2 separate regions of the Gossypium arboreum genome follow, and region 2 is linked to region 1. The links are chromatin contacts, called in public Hi-C maps. All regions are on one chromosome and are shown on one strand. The core of a region is the stretch at or near the end of the contact, and the rest is flanking DNA. Distances in the headings are between cores, read along the strand shown.

Region 1 (2,728 bases), core at 110-2,609:
TACTTGAAGGTAAATACTTATAAACACCTTATTAAAAAAAAAGAAAGAAAGAATTTAATTTGGAGTTCCAATATTAAAATAAATTTGAATGAGATTGAAAAAGATTCTGATTATGCTTAAAGAGAGATGATATTATAAAATAATTATTTTGATAAAAGAAATATAATAAATTATTGCCAGTGCTAAAAGGAAATATATATATATATATATATATATATATAACATAAATAATCCAACTACCACTTATTATATACCAAAAAAAATCTATAAAGAGCATATAAAAAAGGTAGCATCTTATCTAAAAGAAGAAGAATTAATAATAATAATAATAATAATAATAATAATAAAGGATTAATTAAGTTTACATCATAAGACAGTTTACCGTTAATTGTCATTTTCTTCTTAAAGTAAACCCACTCACTTTCCTTTAATGACTACAATTTTATTTTATTAAATATAATATTAAGTATATAAGATGATACTTAAATTGAATGTATCAAAATTAGTATCCTAGTACTAATACTTTATTTGGAAAGGCTATGTGCCAATCATTGTTTTAAACCATAATTAAATCCAACTTTTCTTTCTTTCTAATTTATCAATTTAAGTAACTCGTGTTTTTTTTTTTTATTGTAACGTAATTTTTCTTGGAATAAAAAATTAGCGTCAGCAGTGGCACAAAATATATTAATAAAAATAGGACTAAGTGAAAATTAAAAGAAGAAAATTGAATGCAGTTTCGTAATTACCAGCGACAAAATTATCATTTCATTTGTCAAAAGCATGGAACTCAATAATTATAACTTTAGTGTCCAAAAAACATATTATATATAAAGAAAGAGAAACCGACTTGACTTGTAGTAAAGACAGCTGCCCAGCAGGTGTTGAACTGTAATTCAGCATTCTCACAGCTGAAAGCAAATTTTTTAGCATTAAAAATAAGTACAATTTGAGCATACGTATAAAACCCAGGGCTGACAATTCACATTCTTTTCAATATATATATTTTAATAAATATAATCATTTTTAACGTATTTTAACTAAGATAATGGTAGAAGTTAAATTGGATTTGAAAAATAAAGAATTTTATAGTTTTTCTTGTAATTTTATATAAAAAGTACTCATATTACATTTAAATTAAATTAATTATAATTATAAAAATTATGGATCTTCATCAAAATTTGAATCTAGTTAATAAGCCGATTACAATTCATGTAATTAAAATACATGGTTGATATACAAAATATATAATTGATACACACAAAAACCAGTACCGTCAATTTGTGGAAACAAAAAAAGATTGGGGTCCGCAGCTAAAAGAAAACAACCATTTTGTTTGTGGGCATCTGATTATTAATAAGAAGGAAGAAAGCGTTGGTACTATCCACTGTCAAAAGATGCAGAGAAAAACAGGATCTTATCTTTGGTGAAACACCTAAATTATACTTCATCCCCACACCAAATCTTTTTTTTCTAAAAAACCCTTCTCCTGCTTCCTTTTTTCTTCTCACACTGCCAATCTGCCATTTCAGTATATATACATATGCTACAACGTTGGAGAGCTTTGTACGGCTTTGGATTTTCAAATATATTTTGGTTTCCTATCTAGGGTTTTTTCATAACACCACCTATGTTGTATTTCTTTTAGGATTTCCACTTCTACACAAGTAAAAAACAAACCATTCTCTTACGGCCTTAACACCTTAAATACTTACAATTTCCTCCTTCCTTTTTCTACAATTTTTCTATTTGGGTGGGTTATTAATGATTAATATAAATACAGATTAAAGTGTTAAGAGAGAGAGGATGAATCACTGCGTCCCCGATTTCGAAATGGAAGATGATGATTCCATCCCTTCTACTTTAACTCGCTCTAAAAAGCCTTCCATGTAAGCTAAGCCTTCTTCTTCCTCTTCTTTATTTTATTTATTTTTTATCGCTTTATTATTGTTGCCAAAACCGTGAGTTGATGACGCGATGGAATTATGAAATAGGCCAGAGGATGAAATCATGGAGCTGTTGTGGCAAAACGGTCAAGTTGTTATGCAGAGCCAAAACCAAAGATCTATCAAGAAGTCACCGCCGTTCAAATTCCAAGGCGCCGACCCATCTGCTACCAAAGAGATCCGGTCTTCCTCATCTCACCATCATCATCAACAACAGCAGCAGCAGCAGCAGCAGCAGCAATCGCTTACCGATCATCACCTCTTTATTCAAGAAGACGAAATGGCTTCATGGCTTCACTATCCTCTCAGCGACGCCAGCTTCGACCACGATTTCTGTGCTGATCTCCTCTATCCTTCCTCCGCCGCCCCTTGCCTTACCTCCACCACCGCCACAACCTCCGCTCCTCCTCCACTCGGGAAAGTTACTCAAGTTTCAGCTTTAGCTGTGGCGTCAGCTTCTAGGCCCCCGATACCGCCGTCGAGGAGGAATGAGTTGGAGTCGACGAGGATTCAGAACTTCGTTCACTTCTCCAGGCATAAAGCGGTGAGGGTGGAACAATCTAAACAGTCTAATTCTAAGAGCGTAGTTAGGGAATTGACGGTCGTTGATTCCAGCGATACTCCGGCTATGGCTCCCGAATCAGGAGCCTCTCAGGCCATGCCCTGCAACACTGAGGCAGCTTCTGGAGAAAACGACAATATTAACTGCGCCAACATGAGCGTCGCTGCAGGAGCCAACACGCGATCAGCTGGTGTCAGCGGGAGTGCCTGCAAAGACAATT
Region 2 (2,728 bases), core at 151-2,650, 240 kb before region 1:
TTGAAGTCATAATAGCAAATCTTATCTCCCTAAAGTTGCAGTGAGCAGATTAAAGCTACAAGTCTTATACATCTGAAGTTGCAGTGGGTCGGATTAAATCTATCGTAGCGAGTTTTATTTTCTTGAACTGGAGCAGATTAAAGCTGTAAATCTTATCTCTCGGAAGTTGCAGTAGAGCAGATTGAAGCTACAAATCTTATCTTCCTGAAGTTGTAGTGGAGCAGATTAAAGCTGTAAATCTTATCTCCCTGAAGTTGCAGTGGAGTAGATTAAAGCTGCAAATCTTATCTCTCTGAAGTTCAAGTGGAGCAGATTGAAGCTACAAATCTTATCTCCCTAAAGTTACAGTGGAGCAGATTAAAGCTGTAAATTACAAATCTTACCTTCCTGAAGTTGCAGTGGAGTAGATTGAAATGATAAGTCCTATACCTCTGAAGTTGCAGTAGGTCAGATTAAATCTACCATAGCAAGTCTTATCTCCTTGAAGTTGCAGTGGAATAGACTAAAGCTACAAGCTACAAATCTTATCTCCTTGAAATTGCAGTGGAGTAGATTGAAGATACGAGTCTCATCTCCCTGAAGTTGCAGTGGAACAGATTGAAGTTACAATTCTTATCTCCCTGAAGTTGTAGTGGAGCGGATTGGAGCTACAAATTTTATCTCCCTGAAGTTGTAGTGGAGCAGATTGAAATTACAAATCTTATCTCTTTGAAGTTGCAGTGGAGCAGATTAAAACTACAAGTCTAATCTCCTTGAAGTTGCAATGGGTTAGAATGAAACTACTTGAAAAAGAGGAGCACCAAAGAGGTCGAGATTTGGCGAGACCAAACGAAATTGGTCATTCTTAAAAATCTTTCTCGTTGCACGACAATGAGCAAAGAGAGGCCACTGTGAAAGCCCAATTTCGTCTAGGCCTAGACAAAAAAAGAAAGCAAAAAAAAAAATTAAAGTCTAGTGTCCATTTACAACAAATTACAGGCCTAAACAACCCAAAATTAAAAAACCCTAATAGCCTAAACAGCCCAAATGGCCCAAACACCTAAACTGTTTCAAACTAAACAAAAACCCTACCCTAGCTCGCGCCGCACCTTAGCCTGCGTCGCTGCTGCTCCTGGCCTCTGCCACCATCAACTGCTCCTCAACCACCACCTACAAAAAACAGTAAACAACACGCAAATAACAGTAGCTAAGTAGCGATAAAAACAAAAGAAAAAGAGAAGAAAGATTGTAATCCGAAAGCGACTATAAAAATAGAATGTTTGCAAGGCTTTAAAATAAAAAATAATTACTCGATAGTTAATGTAATAACAAAAAAATTAGAGAAAGTAAGTTGTTTGAAATAAAAGAATAACTAGAAATTTTAAACCAAAAAAAAGCTGGACTAGTAAATTCCAAATCTGAAGTATCCGATCATCCTTGTGTTATCCTTATGACGGTTACAACTGAACAAAAGAAAACTAAAAAAATAGCACATCGCAGTCTCGCGCGAAAACAAAAAAAAATAGGCAAAAACTCGTAAAATAATACAAAAGGGATGGGCAGTTTCCTTAATTACCTGAACCACACACTTTCATCATCTTCTCCGTCAATCTCAGTCCACTCTACCATCTCTACCCCTTTCATCCGTAATGATAATTTCTTTTTTGAGGAAAGAAATGAAAAGAAAAAATAATAACAAAGAAAATAAGCGCAACTTCTTCGCTAAATATCTCTTTACCAATAATAATCATTTTCCTTGCCTTTAATTGAGTTTCTTTCCTCTCTGCCAAACACATTTCCTCAAATTTTATTTTTATTGTTTTTTTCCAAATTACTGGAATTGGTTGAGAAATTTAGATCTGAGGAGAGGATCGGGATCCAGATGGAAGAGGCACTAGAGCTGGCACGCGCCAAAGACACCAAGGAGCGGATGGCGGCTGTGGAACGTCTCTACCACCTCCTCGAAGGTTCCAGAAAGAGTCTGACTTCTTCGGAGGTTACTTCGCTCGTGGATTGCTGCATGGATCTCCTCAACGACAACAACTTCAGAGTCTCCCAGGGCGCTCTCCAGGCTCTTGCTTCTGCCGCCGTCCTCTCTGGTGATCACTTGAAGTTGCACTTCAACGCGCTTGTTCCCGCGGTTGTTGAACGGTTAGGTGACGCTAAGCAACCCGTCAGAGACGCTGCGAGACGCCTACTTCTCACTCTCATGGAGGTAGAGTTGCTATCTATTTCCTTTTATGTTATTGGTTGTCTACTGCTAATATAATTCCTTTTCCTTTTTATAACTGACTTTCATGCATATCAATCCATGGAAGACTTTTGTTCCTGTGCTTTGTGGAACTTTACCATAATGTTTTTTATTCATGGAGATAGGAAATACGGTTTTTCTTAGCTTTGAATGAGTCAAGGGCTTCCGAATTGTTTTGCCTTAAAATAATTCGTTATCATTTTTGTCTTCGCAGTTCTTGGTAAATGGAAACCTAACTCATTCCTTATTTTATTGCTGTCTAAAGTTACCTTAGCTTTGTAGAAGTCATTAGTGAATGCTTTTATGCAATTGAATAATTACCATCCTTAATTACCTCGGGATGGCTTCCATGTTTCTTGTGGGATGTTTCTTGTGGGACTAGTCATTCATTGCATTTTATTTTTTTATTAATACTACTAAGAAAGCAAGTTCGTGAATTAGGGTCCTCATGCAATTATCTCTATGGATATCATATGTTATTGAAAAGCAGATGCTTGA

The links. Hi-C and Micro-C count contacts between places; a contact is called where the count stands out from the background.
Region 2: a Hi-C map of leaf shows a contact between it and region 1, with 2.6 times the contacts expected there. The contact joins the promoter of LOC108450813 here to the promoter of LOC108460197 in region 1. A contact is called at or near these places in 2 of 5 Hi-C or Micro-C datasets (both in leaf).

Annotation. Positions count from the first base shown.
Region 1 is chr7:61,088,111-61,090,838 of ASM2569848v2, reverse strand. LOC108460197 (transcription factor PIF1-like) reads left to right here and starts at 1,359. Exons shown (of 9, transcript XR_008285950.1): 1 at 1,359-1,889; 2 at 1,995-2,728.
Region 2 is chr7:61,332,065-61,334,792 of ASM2569848v2, reverse strand. It overlaps LOC108450813 (CLIP-associated protein-like), which reads left to right and starts at 1,400. Exons shown (of 21, transcript XM_017748590.2): 1 at 1,400-2,194. The coding sequence starts at 1,862.